Regions from separate parts of the Mus musculus genome. Here region 1 is linked to region 2. The links are chromatin contacts, called in public Hi-C maps. All regions are on one chromosome and are shown on one strand. Each heading gives the region's core, a stretch centred on a gene start, on an enhancer-like site or on the middle of the called end of the contact. The rest is flanking DNA. Distances are from core to core; before and after follow the strand shown. Region 1 has its middle 19 kb from the start of Gm46248. Region 2 holds the start of Fbxo28 (F-box protein 28).

The links. Hi-C and Micro-C count contacts between places; a contact is called where the count stands out from the background.
Region 1: a contact with region 2 is called in a Hi-C map of nephron progenitors, with 2.5 times the contacts expected there. The contact joins the enhancer-like site here to the promoter of Fbxo28 in region 2. A contact is called at or near these places in 11 of 39 promoter capture datasets (the 3T3-L1 cell line, the C10 cell line, the HPC-7 cell line and 7 more), 1 of 15 datasets of contacts at CTCF or cohesin (pro-B cells), 15 of 484 Hi-C or Micro-C datasets (the Ba/F3 cell line, CD4 T cells, the MC38 cell line and 9 more), 19 of 115 datasets of contacts at active chromatin or transcription factors (the NIH/3T3 cell line, the SCID.adh cell line, acute myeloid leukemia and 9 more) and 4 of 9 other capture datasets (adipose tissue, embryonic stem cells, liver and 1 more).

Annotation. Positions count from the first base shown.
Region 1 is chr1:182,537,955-182,545,159 of GRCm38.p6, reverse strand. No RefSeq gene overlaps it. Among named protein-coding and RNA genes, the nearest start is that of Gm46248, 19 kb to the left of the region's middle. Within about 2 kb of position 5,644, at least 186 of the 459 cell types and tissues checked have an H3K27ac peak or open chromatin away from gene starts, as enhancers often do. A contact at or near this core is called in the Ba/F3 cell line, the HPC-7 cell line, the MC38 cell line and 14 more, where this site is marked.
Region 2 is chr1:182,337,266-182,344,557 of GRCm38.p6, reverse strand. It overlaps Fbxo28 (F-box protein 28), which reads left to right and starts at 2,952. Exons shown (of 5, transcript NM_175127.2): 1 at 2,952-3,235. The coding sequence starts at 2,969.

The DNA of each region.
Region 1 (7,205 bases), core at 4,395-6,894, 200 kb before region 2:
CTTACAGTTTCTGAGGTTCAGTCCGTTATCATCAAGGTGGGAAACAGGGCAGCATCCAGGCAGGCATGGCACTGGAGGAGCTGAGAGTTCTTGTTCCAAAGGCAAACTCAGCATTCTCAGGCAGCTGGAAGAAGAGTCTCAAAGCCCACTCACCCCCCAGTGACACTTCCTCTAACAAGGCCACACCTATTCCAACAAGGCCATACCTATACCTAATAGTGCCACTCCCTGGGCCAAGCATATTCAAACTACCACATTGGTCTTGAGAAGAATACTTGGACATAGGTTTAAACCAAAAGAAAGTGTATTAGCTGACTGGTGACTACACTGGGTGTTGAGCCTTTCTCAGGGTGAGCTTTTGAGCACAAAAACCATGTCCTGGATTAACATACATCAGTCAACAAGAACAAGGACTTCAGAAGAAAAAAAGACAAAGCCAAGAAAGGTTAATATGTTTAGAGATGTCCCATCACTGTGGAGCTTTGATGGATTCGGCCTTTGGTTTTGTTTTGGCAGGTGCTGCTGTCTCTGCTGTGCTGAGCATTACAGCCTGAGCGATGCTTCCACCATGGAGTCAGTTGTGCTCAGGTCTTAGGACCCTGTTACAAAAGCTGGTAGGTGAAAGTTTGAAGAGGGAAAGCATGTGGTGTCAAATATGTCCCAGCCAATACTGATTGATTTCCAAGGGGCAAATAACGTAGTAATGCAGGAAATGACAGTCTCTGCCCTGCCTAGGTGATCAAAATTAATATCACCAGAAATTAAACAAATCAGTGTTGCATGTCTCCTTAAAGCAATGTCCTACAATGGACACACTGCTCCTGTGATGTTATTGTCAAAAAAAAAATCGTATCTCAATTTTGTTTGAAGAGCAGAGAAGCCCCAGCAGAAGGCATTGCACCAAGCATAACCCATGTTCTTTAAAAAAAAAAAACAAAAACAAACAAAAAAACATGCCAAGGTCACAAGAAACAATGTAAGCAGAGACATCACTCTGGCTTAAAGACTAGAGTGATTTATCATCCGAGTGCAGTCCATGTGCCTGTGTTGGGGCATTTGCCAGGGAATTACTACAGCTGTAAAGTAACTAATGAAATGAAAGTATAAACTATGGGTTAGATGATAGCAATATCTCAATGTTAAATATCCTGTCTGTAATAGTGACCAACTCCTTAATGTCTGCAACTGACTCTCAGGTGTTGTAGAAACAAGGACACACAAATGCACACATGTGCAGATAGCAATGATAAGTGTATATGATATGCATATAATAGTAAGTAAATAAATAGACAGTAGAGATGCAGTAGATAGATCTACACAGTAGAACAAAGAAGAAATTTACAAAAAGTGAGCAATTGGAAGGGGGTCTTGGTACTATTTTTCTATAAGTTTGAAATTTATTATGCAAGACCATTTTCATTACTATTAAAAAATACCTGAAGCTAACATTATGGAGGAAAAGCCTGTTCAGGTTCACGGGATAAGGCCTGGAGGACCCACCTTGTATGGCTTCTCTTGAAAGCTCAAGTGTGAAGTGTGTGTGTGTGTGTGTGTGTGTGTGTGTGTGTATACATGTGTATGTGTGTGTGTATGTTAGAGTTCACACATGCACCTCCTCTCTCCTTTTAAAGCCACTGGGCCTCAATCATGGCGTCATTCCCAGCCCTCTCACTTCATCCCAACCACTTCTGTGGTTTTACCTCTAAACACCACAGCGGATGAAGGTCTCGGCTTCTTAATGTCTTGCAGCAGGGATTACGAAGCAGGACTTTCAGCCTGGAAGTCACCCATATCACATGCAAACCACAGCATTTGTCAAGAGAAACGTTCTCCAAGAAAACCCACAAAAAGAGTGAGTCAGCCTTCACTGCTCAGAGCCGAGCAGATGTAAGAGCCCAGGGTGGGTCTTGGACACCCAGGAGCAGCAGTCCACGATTCCCAATCAGGGAACAAGCGCTAGGCTGTTGTACTCCTCTTGGTCACTAGATACAAAGGATCAGAGTGGCAAATAGTTCCCAGCACACAGGGTCCAGCAGTCCATGAGAGAGAGGGCAATGGCCCCAAGTCACAGCACAGCCACCTTCACCCATTAATCCTGGTGGAGAACGATTTGTGTCGTCTGTTCCGACACTCAATTCCAGCATCTGCCTGCCTATGGTGCTGTGAGTCCAGGACTTGAAGAACCAAGAAAAACAGGAACAAGAATCAGAACTTCAGCAGGCAGCCTCAGGTGACCCAGCATGTTCTCATGAAGAAAAGAAAATACTCTCAAAGATTAAACATCGAGGTCAAAACCACAGAGAGTTGGGAGGGAAGGGGACTGTCCTGAGACACACGGAGCATGCTAGAAAGGACTTTAACCTAACGAGGAGACTTCTTATCTTAGTAAGAGGAGTAGCGTTGATGTAAAAGCAGATGCAGCAAACGAATATAATCCCTCTAAGCATAGCTAGAAGTCATGGGAATTTACCTGCATGATGGCAGTACAAAACAGAACACGTGACCACATCACCACAGAGGAGGTCACATTCCTCTTGCAGTTAAGGCTCTGACAGCTGCCTCCTGACCATCACATCCAGAAACAGAAATGGGAATCCCTTGATAAGGGAGTTGTCATCATTGTCATCATTGTCTTTATTCCACCTGGTGGCCATCCCCAGCCTCAGAGGTCATTGATATCTGAGAGGCCCACACAACTGCAAGGTGGAAAAGAACATAATGTCTGAAACCATCCCCCAAAGTATCTTTCCATGCCTGCTGTTGTCTTCTGAGCCCAGCGAGCCAGTCCCAGCGCATTCCAGAGCAAACCCAGTGGTTCAGGAGAAAGAGGTTTCACTCACAAACCCGCTCTCAGCACATTCCAGGGCAAGTTCTGCTTTGCACCAGGAGAGTCACTTGCAGGCTGCTTCTGGGCCTGATCATCTCTCACTGAGGCCTTTTAAAATCCACTCTGAGAAATCTGCTAGGAAAAGATCCGCCTGAGAAACACAGCAGAGGCCTGGAGCCTGGAACCCCAGCCAAAAGGACGCCATAAAAATAAGTGGTAAAGGGCAGAGAGCAGTGTAAGCGCCAGAGGTGGCCAATAGCATCCAGGAGACAGCGCTTTCTAGACACAACAGGGCAGATGTACATAGGAACTTATAACAGGACCCCTAGACCTTAGCACAACTGACTCTATTCGGAAGCACCAACCAGGCTGTAAAACTCAGCACATAGACAGCGCCACCAGCCAAAACTAAAACTAAAGACCCAATCAACCAAAGTCCACAATTCTAGAAAAGTCTTTAAATATGCTAACCTTGCCTTTTGGCTTCTGTAGTTCTGCTTCTGGCTAACGTTTCTCGTTAACTGAAGTGTGTCAGCCCAGGACTTGGTTTTTATGCTTAAAAGCTCACCCTGAGAAATGCTCGGGGCTTCCAAATTACCCAGCTGACTAGCTAATGAAGACTTTCTTTTGTCTTAAACCCATGTCTGAACAGTCTTCTCTGGTGACTACCCCACAACAAACTCAAAACAATTGTGACAATACGCCCGAGACCTGTGCCAGTCCAACCAGAGAAGATCCCAGTGGTGGGGACGGGGGTGGACATAACTCCCTCCCGTAAACTGAGGAGCAATCGCTCTTTGATAGTTTCAGGGAGAGAAAGAGTCAGTCTTTTCTAATGATATGACCCTGGGAGATTGACAACACACCAGGCGAGAACCCCACCCAAGACTAGCTGGGCAACATAGACTGGACTCAATGGAGAAAAAAAGAAAAGTCTCAATGTGGGTGGGAAGGGATGGAGAGGGTAGTAGTGAGAGGAGTTGGGGGAGGGGAGTAAATGTGGTCAATGTGTCAAAGAATTGATAAAATGTTGCTAAAATGTTTTCTTTAAAACAGGTTATAAAAGATTGGGTCTCTAAACCTTCTGTCATGGATGAGGGAGGCCCAACCCTGAGGATCTACAGGCAATCAGTGGTAGTTGAGGGCGAAACACTTCTTCAGTGGTGTAGCCATTGGAGAGATGCCCATGCGCCAATAAGTTATCTTACATCCCTGTTTCTGATAGTAACGTTAATTATAGTGACTGGTTCTCCCCAAAGAGAGGGGAGAGTTGTGAAGGAAGGAGGACTAACTGGGAAGAAGGGGATCTGCAGAGTGAGGGAAGACCAGAGAGGGTAGTCATGGGGTCACACAATCAAAACACATGAACATGCAATAATAAAAGTCTGGTGTATAATTAACATGTGAAAATTGAAACCTTTAAGACAGAAAATAATAAGACATAGAGGGATCCAGAGGCTCCGGAGTGATGATCCTAAACTTGCCAGACATCAGACACTGGACAGACTCATCCATCTTCGGCTATTTGTAGCAGTGGACCCCAAAGGTCACGCCAGCATCCCACAAAGAAATCGTCTTTCCACTCCCTTTGCTGAGAACTTGCTCCACAGCCATGTCCTGAGTGATGTGCCTGAGAACCAATCCCCAAAGCATAGGGAAAGTAGTTACGGTTCGGCCTCCCAGGCTCCATACGGAGTGGCACCCTCCTGCTGCATGACTTTCTTACGGCTGCAGTGACAAATGGAGTGGCTCAAGAGCTGAAGGGTCCCAGTCAACCTCACTAGATTACATCCAGAGCTCCCCTGCATGCAGGAGTTCATGCACTTGCCACCCTCTGTGTTTAGACACTGACTGCATACTGTGGTTTATGGACTGCCTCTGCCTCGCATCGCTTCACTTCCTGGCCTCCTTTTTACCCTACAAAGTACCACAGTGCAGCTTTGGGAAATTAGGGTGTGGTCATCTTCAGGAAGCTGTTACTCAGCCTACCACAGTCCCCAAGCCTCAGCCAGCAGGGACAAACACAAAACGAAGGGTTCTTAGAGGCAGATTCCTGTGTGCATGTTAAAAGTAGAGGTAGACAGATTATAGGTAGATAATAGAGGATAGAAAGAGTGTAAGAGATAACAGATAGATAAATGGTAGATAAATGATAGAGACAGTGAGTGAGAGATGATAGATAAATGATAGATAATAGGTAGATTGTGATAGACTATAGACAGATATAATAGATGATAGATAATGATAGATTATTGATAGGCTATAATTGATTGATAGAGAGATGGTAGATGAATGATAGATAGATAGATAGATAGACAGATAATTAGGTAGATGAGTAGATTGTGATGATAGATGATAGATACATAGATAATGATAGATGATAGAAATATGAATAATAGATTGTAGATAGATGATGATACAAATAGATTATAGATATATAATAGTAAGATTATAGACAGACACATAGATAGATGATAAATTGATTATAGATACATACACATACATACATAGATCGGCTATGATGGACAATTGGTAAATGCATGAATAACAGAGACAGATATTACATACATATTGTGAAGGAGTTGGTATCAGCCAGAGGGCTTTGAAATCTGAATATTGATAAATACACCAGTGCACTTTGCTAATTTTAATTGCTTATGCTGGAAAGGCCTTTTAGGTAGAGATTTCTTTTCTGTACTGCTGACTTAATTTTTTTCTTGAAATAACATTACTATATTTTGCCACACGGTGGAGCCAACGAAACATCAAAGAGGCCTTTGCAGCCGCCATTTTGTCCTTTCTGACTGGTTGTGACATCATCCACCACCGACTGGTCCCTGCACGGTTTGGGTATTTAGAGGATTCATGTTTGCTCAGGCAATCTCAGGGAACTTTGCAGTTGTCTGTACTCAAAGAAACCGTCTGAGCTCCACACAAGAGTAAAGACAGAAGTTCTCTCCTGACAGCTGTCAGTGTGACTGGGATGAGAGCGCTGGGTGCCATTGTGAGGGAATAGGAGGTGGGTGTTGGCGTGGGGAGTGGGGGGTGGGGAAGATGCAGGGTGTCATTGTCATCAAGAAACCCAAGTCCTTCCCAGGTCTGCAGGAGAGGGAGTCAGCTGGGCTGGGGGTGTAGGAGATTGCTTCTGGCCAGAGCTTTGCTCCCAGGGGTGCATCTCCATGCCCTTGGCTCTCCTGTGACAGGGTCTATATTGATCCCTCTCCAACCACACCTATCACACAGGCTCCTTCCCTTTGATACACTGTCACAGGTCACCACATCATACACTCTTTGGCCTCTGTGTACCTGCAAGGTTCGCCTCTGGCCTCCACCAGCACCTACACAAAGATTCTTTGTGTGACCAAACTTTGGTCCGGCTCCTGAACCTCCTGAGTACTTCTGAGTACTTTTTTTTTTAAAAAGATATTTTCTTCATTTACAACTCAAATGCTATCCCAAAAGTCCCTTATACCTCCCCCCAACCCTGCTCTCCAACCCACCCATTCCTGCTTTCTGGCCCAGGTATTCCCCTGTATTGGGGCATATAATTTTTGTAAGACCAAGGGCCTCTCCTCCCAATGATGGCCGATTAGGCCATCTTCTGCTTCATATGCAGCTAGAGACATGAGCTCAGGGGATACTGGTTAGTTCATATTGTTGTTCCTCCTATAGGGTTATAGACCCCTTCAGCTCCTTGGGTACTTTCTCTAGCTCCTCCATTGGGAGCCATGTGTTCCATTCAATAGATGACTGTGAGCATCCACTTCTATATTTGTCAGGCACTGGCATAGCCTCACTAGAGTCAGCTACATCAGGGTCCTGTCGGCAAAACTTGCTGGCATATGCAATAGTGTCTGCGTTTGGTGGTTGATTATGTAACGGATCCCTGAATAGGGCAGTCTCTGCATGGTCCTTCTGCAAGAGCAAAACCCCAACTGTAACAACAAAAATAACAGGAAGCAATAATTACTTTTCTTTAATATCTCTTAATATCAATGGACTCAATTCCCCAATAAAAAGACAGACAAACAGACTGGCTACGTAAACAGGACCCAACATTTTGCTGCATACAGGAAACACATGTCAGAGACAAAGACAGACACTACCTCAGAGTAAAAGGCTGGAAAACAATTTTTCAAGCAAATGGTCCAAAGAAACAAGCTGGAGTAGCCATCCTAATATAGAATAAAATCGACTTCCAACCCAAAGTTATCAAAAAAGACAAGGAGGGGCACTTCATACTCATCAAAGGTAAAATCTTCCAAGATGAACTCTCAATTCTGAGTACTTTTAACAAAGAACTCTATTAAGTCACCTTAATATGCCCATTCTCAGGACAGCCAGAATTTAAGGTGCTTGCTGGCATGCCCGACAACCT
Region 2 (7,292 bases), core at 1,703-4,202:
AGACTACCAGCCCAGAGATGGCACCACCCACAAGGGGCCTTTCTCCCTTGATCACTAATTGAGAAAATGCCTTACAGTTGGATCTCATGGAGGCGTTTCCTCAACTGAAGCTCCTTTCTCTGTGATAGCTCCAGCTGTGTCAAGTTGACACAAAACTAGCCAGGACAGCCGGAAAGGTAGCTTAGTGGTGGCATGCGAGCCTATCATATGGAAGTCCCTGGATCCCGAGTCCCTGTCTCCAAACAAGTGACTACGCACATAAGTAAACTGAAGGTGCCACTCACTTCCTGCCTCAGTTTATCCTAATATCAGCTCTAAAGGAAGATCTCATTCTCTTTCACATCTCCCAAGCACGAAACTAGACACAGGTGAATCTTGAGAAGTGTGTGTCCATCCCCTACTGGAAACTGCTGTCTTGTAAAGCACTCCTGATATCTGGCTGGCATGAAACTACATTTGGAATTCAGAATTTCTCCTCAGAGTGCACCTGTTCGTTTTGGTCGGTAACTCTATCCAAAATAAAGGCCGACTTTAAAAATTAAAACCAGACTACCATTTGCTTTGAAATTCTCTTTGTGAACACTTTTAGGGGCTGTGGCTATAACTGGATGGTGGAGTATGTGACTAGCACACACAGGGCCATGAGTTCAATTCCAAGTGCTTCCAATAACAATATTATCCTCAAACAAGCATGGGGAATGTAACGGTTGGAATCTCATGTATATAAAGAGAGAAAAATTGGAATGAGCTGAGTGGCAGGAACTGCTTAAAATTAGTCCCAAACTTGTATTCTGTGGTTCAGACCAAAAGATCTGAGCATTAATCGGTGGTCCTTATACGGAGAGTTATGGGGAAAGGATTGCAGTTTGTAGGATCCATTCACACAGCAGCTGTGTGTAAGGAGTGGATTGACAAACCACAAGAGCTGACTGAGGGGATGATGGTCCACTTTTACAGGATGCTCTGTAAGCTCTTTTTCATGTGAGAGTTTCTATAATGTACTTAACTCGTCTCCTCTTATAGAAATTCTATTTCAACTTAACCCATCAAGAAAGCTTCTAACTTTAATAAGTCTAGGTAGAAAATCATTTCCATTTAGACTAAATTGAAATTGGTTCTCTGAAGAGGTAGCAACGCCCTAAGCACAAAAGTAAAATTACAGTCTATTAGTAGGGAGAAAATCAACGCATTATGAATATGCAAACGTCTGGAAAACAGTTAGACATAAAATACATATTGAATACTAACCAGCCCTCTGTGATGTGCGTGTGGTTTGAATGTGCTCGAGACGGCTCATGCACCGGAACTTTGGTTATCCTGGATGAAACCTAAGAACTGGAATCATGGGAGTCAAAGACAGAATCAGTACAGGTTCAAGTCTGTACGTTAGTCACTTTTCTGTCACCGTGATAAAATACCAGGACGAAGGCAAGTTACAGAAGAAAGAGTCCATCATGGCGAGGAGACACAGCATGAAGTGGCAAGCATGGCGGGAGGAGCTGGAAGCTGAGAGACCACATCTTCACCCTCCAGCACAAACCACCAGAGAGCAAACTGGAAGTTGAGTGGGACTATAAGCAATCACTGTCTACTAGTGACACGCCTCCTTCAGCTAGGCCCCACCTCCCAAAGAAACCCCAAAGCGCAAGGCCAACTCAGAACTGAGTGTTCAAATATCTGAACTTGTAGGAAACAATCTTACCCAAACCACCACCAAGTCCAACCTGACTTTGTTTACTTCAGATGCAGAGTGTGTATTTTTATGCATGAAATAATACTACATTATGCTGGGTCACCTATGGGGCGTCCTAGTAAGAGGCACGTGATGATCTTTCCTCCCACAACTTGTGGTGGTACTCCTAATCATGTGATTATAAGCCTGTTCCCTGAATTTCTGTATCATACCTTTCTTATTTTGTGATTAATGCATTACATGAGAAGTGGGTTATTTTGAGACTACGTGCTACACCTTACCACAGGCTTGTCTTCTGGTTTTAGCATCTTTTCATTGGTTCTCACCTAAATTGATTCACAGAGAATAAAAGTCTTTTTTTTTTTTTTTTTTTTAAGCACACAATTCAGGTACTGGAGAGATGGCTTAGAGGTTAAGAGCACTGGCTATTCCTCCAGTGAGAAACAATGCACCCATTAACTGTCTGTTGTCTTCCACACTTCCCTTATTCCCAACTTCCACCAACCACGAATCCACTCTGTTTCAGTTAAGCAGTTGTAAACCAGCCAGTTGTTGGTGCTGGAAACCAAAGGCCAGTGTTGGTGCTGGAAACCAAAGGCCAGTGTTAGTGCTGGAAACCAAACTCGGGTCTTCTGGAAGTGCACCAAGTGTTGTAAGCTCGCTTGTGCTCTCTCTCTCTCTCTCTCTCTCTCGCCCCTGACTCTATGGACCTGCCTACATAGGGCATTTCACATAAAAGTAGTCGTATGGTGTGTGACTCTGTGTTTTTATTTCATTAATGTGCTTTCAGGGTTTACCTGTTGTCTTGTAGTTTTAAACTAGCGGTGTTTTATTCCTTTTTATATGCTGCAATTATCACTGTGACTCTTGGGAGATGCTGATCTAAATACAAATTTCCGTCTAAACTTATGAAGGTGATATGGTTTTTATCATCCTTTGGCGAGTTGCTTTTAAAGAAAACTGCTCCATTGTCGTTCCTTTTATCAGATGAAAGGGACTATGACGACCGCCTTTCTTAGGGTTTGCGGAATCCTTGCTCGTTTCCACTCTAACAAGGCAGTCTCCGATTTTAAAGAGCTACAACGACCACCTCTCTTGAAGTGTGCACTATCTTCCCTCCTTTCCGATGGACGCACCGAAAGCTCGCCTCTCTTTCCAGCTGTCATCCCACGAGCTCCTCCCTCTCCTTAAGCTCCCCCCCCCCCAGGAGGAGGAAGTGACGCACAGGAAGTGTCCCGATCCCCTTACATTGGAGGAAGGAATCAAACTCCCAAGATGGCGGCGGCGTCTGAGGAGCGGATGGCTGAGGAAGGAGGCGGCGGCCACGGCGACGGCGGCTCCTGTTCGGCTGCCGGCTCCGCTCAGCGACAGCCCCCGGCGCCCCCGTCGCAGGCCCCGCCGCCCGGGTCCCAGGCACCCGCCGCGCCCGCGCTGGCACCGGACCACCTGCCCCAAAACAACACACTGGTGGCGCTGCCCATCGTAGCCATCGAGAACATCCTCAGCTTTATGTCCTACGACGAAATTAGCCAGCTCCGCCTGGTGAGGGCCGAGGCCTGGGGAGGACCGGCGAGGGCGGCGCGTTCCTGGGGAGGGAGCCCCGCCGGCTCGGGACACGGAGCGCGCGCGTCCCCGGCAGCCGGGAAGTGGCGCTGGCGACGGCCGGCGGGGTGCTTGCTGCTGCCGCGCTGGCATCGCGACCGCCGGGCGGGCGAGGCTCCGCTCTGCGCCTCGCCCCGCCCCGAGGGTCTCCTCGCCCCTAGCCCGGGACGCGCCCGCCTGCGAGAAGTAACGGAGCGGGGCTTGGTGCCCTCCGCCCGGCTGGACCGGCGACAGGGACTCCCGAAGGGGCAGGCGCCTGCCTCGACTGCCCGCTCGGGCTCTGGAGTTCACTCCCAAGTGGGCAGAGGATCCCAGCCAGGCTTGGGTTGTGTTGCAAGAATAGTGTGTATTGTCCCTCCAACCCAGGCTTTCTGCTTGAAAAGGATGAAGGGGGTTTGGCTGTCCCCCCCCCACCCCCCCCCGCTCCCCCTTGAGCCCCAGTTGCGGTTCTAAGATTGCAGTTGTGTTGTGCGTTTAAAACCCCAGAGCCTTAGTTGCTCACTAAAGTAGAGCCCTGGGAGATGATGACCTGACTGGCTTTGCCTCCCTGACACTCCTTACTATAGCGAAGCAACTTGTCCCCTTGTCAAGCTATTACCCCCTCCCGCTTGTTTGCTTTTTTTTTTCAAATGTGCTTCAAGCCCACCCTCCTGCAGTCGGAGTGGTTTACTTATTATACCCTAAAAATAACACATTGTCCTAGCCAAAATTTAAAAAGAAAAAAAATTGCCATTGGAATTTTACTACATCCCTGAGGTTTGACCGAAGATTTGATGAATTACTTGGTTCAGGAAGATATCTCACTTCCTACCGGGGTATTTCCCCTTAGGTGGTTAGGAAATTGGAGGAGGTGGACATTTTGAAGTGGTTGTGAGCTGGTTTGATGTAGTCACTTAAATGTGCTCGGGATTGTTGATAAAAGGACAAAGACATCTTTCTGAATGTGCTGTGTGTGGCGGTTACTTATTCATCGCTATGCCATATTTTAGCCCTATTCTTCCATCTCTAAATTGACCAGTATTGTGTTTCAAAGGAAATCATCTTTAAAAACAGCTTGCAGTCATTCATTCAAACTCCGGGGCAGGTTTTGTGTGTGTTTCCCCACACTCTGTGGAATGGAAAATTTCTTCTGTTTAGAGTAGGTATTTCAGAATACAGTTGTCCTAGATTTTCAAAGCATCATCCTAGGATTTCGTGTAGAGTGGTAAATATTTCCTTTATATTTTATAAAGCTTGGTACTTGACCAAAATGTATGCTGTATATACAATTGCGTTTGGCAATTGGGCATAACATTTGATTGAATTCAGCCAGCCAGCCAGACAATGGCTTTGAAAAGCTTGGAATGTTCACAGGTTTTTTGTTGTTGTTGTTAAGTGTTGAGAAAAACGGGGTTTTATTGGTTTGTTGGTCGTTTTTCCTTCTTTTCATTCATTGTTGTTTTGTTTTGTGTGTTACTGTTTGGCCACCAATCTGGAGTTCAGCCTTGATTCTACTAGATAAATGCTCTGTCAGCTTTAACTCTCATTTTTCCTTTTCTTTAAACAAACAAACAAACAAAAGTGTGAAGAGGAGAAAATAGACTGCTTGGAGACCTGAGGTGAAATGGGCCTCACAATTATTAATAATCATCATCTCTTTCATGTGAAATGTATAGCTGCATATTGTATCCTAAGCCTTTTCCTGGCTTGATTTGTAATTGAAAGCATTTTTCTTAAGGAGTCCCTATGGCACCCCTCCCTCCCCGCTCCCAGCCAGGTTTATACAAACCAGCGTGGTTTTAGAAACAGAAGGCGAGGTCCTTTCTTAATCTGATGTCACTGGGTTTTTATGGAAATTAAGGTTTTAGATTCATTGGTTTCAGAAAATACAATTCAGGTGACATACAGATGTACTTTCTTGTCACTAGGTGTCAGCATTAATTTAATTACGCTCTTTTTTGTGAAATAATAGAAAAGAGACATTGCCTCATTAGGCTCTTTGTACAGATCTTTTTAATTGAAGTGGTTATTTTTACCTAAATCATTTGCCAAAAATTCAAGAGACTTAAGTGTGTGTTGGCATCTGCTGTATGTATTACCTAAGTTCTTTTTAATTGTGTTTTCTTGAGTAAGCCCTAAGACTGGCCAAGTGCGGGAGGGAGCAGTGCTGAGAGCGAGCACAACTGGCTTCCATTCAGCTGCATGCTGACCCGTGGGCTAGTTGACAGACACACTGTTGAGATGGCATTTTGCTTGTTCTCTTCCTTCCAGTTTTCTTTCTTGCCTCATCCTGAGAGACCTCATGTTTCCCTATTCCTAACACCTAACTTACAGGGCAGGTATATAACCCAAGTACTTAATATTAATAGTCTATACTTTTGGACGAGATCTCTAGCCTGAAGTTGCCTCAGCTGAATTTCATTTATTTGTTCAGGTTAGTTGGTGATAGTACTTGCCTCCTGTAACAAATAATTGAGATTTGATTTTCCAGTCTACTGATTTCTCAGGGTCTGTCTTGAATGCCTTATTGAATTGGCTATTTTTCTACCACTAAATTTTGTTCCCCAAACATATGCAGCCTAGAAATCCTGGTCCCACAGAAATAGCTTTAAATAATTAATTCCTACAATGTATTAAAATGTATTTGGCTGAATACAACTTTTCAGATGAGGAGGTGTGTACTTTGAGTTGGTTGCTTTCCTGGTGCTTTGGCGTGTTAAGCAGACAGATCCCTAATAAGTACCTGAGATGCTTAGAAACAAGTAGTCAAAGGTAAGAATGGAGATTCCACCCTTAGAGAACAGAACAAACTTACCTTTGAACATGTTCTTTTGGCTCATGAACCGAGTGTTCTGTTGGGAGAATTTTCAAGATAGTAAAGATGCTGTCATTGGTTCCCCTGTAACTCAAGTGGTGTTCATGCAAATAGAGTGAAATTAGTATTTCAGAACATAAATGTGACTGTATCAAGAATTCTTGCTTGTTATCTGGAATAGAAATTTCCAGTTAGCAACCAAGTATATAAAAACCATGATGCTCCATCCCAAGATATTTGTCTGGATCACTCTAGAGAATTGAATCTGCTATTTATAGCGCCTTTCATGGGGTTTCTTCAAGCTTTAGAAAGCTGAAAGTTGTAGACTGGGTTGGTGGTAGGAAATATGAAGGACGATGAAGAGGCCTTTCCTTTTGCTTAGAATTGGGCATGTCTCTGACTTGTTCCTTACTGTATCCTAGAAGTTCCCGATCTTTTCTGTTTCAGTATACCTTTATATTCTTTAAAAGTCATGATCCTAAGAGGTTACCTTAGAAACTTTTACAAAGCACAAGAACACAAAGCACACATCCATTAGCTGTCAGTGTAACAATGCATCATAGTATTGCTGTATTGCTCCAGAAACCTCAACTGGATACCTGGGAGGGAGAGAGTGGGTCTCCGCTTCCTCGTTATGAGAGGAGTTGACCATGCACAAATAGAGCACTACCCGCAGAGGAACCTGCAGAGTCTGAAGACACGAAGAGGCTTGAGGAGAGGGATTGAGACGCGCTCAAACCTGGAAGAATAGTCTTGACTGCTATTGCTGCTAGGTGGCTTCCACCTGTGCCCTATTCCACAGAGTGAGAAGCATGCTCTCCAGAACTGACGGCCTTCGGCGAGGAGAAATGTCTATGAATATTGGCAGGACGGGGGTGGAGAAGGGGCTCAGCAGTTAGAACTTTTGCTTAGCAGTCAGAAGAATGAGAGTTCAGCTTCCAAAACCGACACATATAAGCAGGTGGAAGTGGCAGACTACTTGGAATTCTAGCCGCTAAAAGTAGAGGGCCCAGAAACAAGCTAGCTGTCCATCCTAGCTGGTACTGGCAAGCTCTGGGTTTAAGAGACAGTACTTTAAGAGTAAAGTGACCTAGCACACGCCTTTAATCCCAGCACTTGGGAGGCAGAGGCAGAGGCAGAAGCAGAGGCAGGCAGTTCGATGAGTTGCAAACCTGCCTGGTCTACAGAGTGAGTTCCAAGACA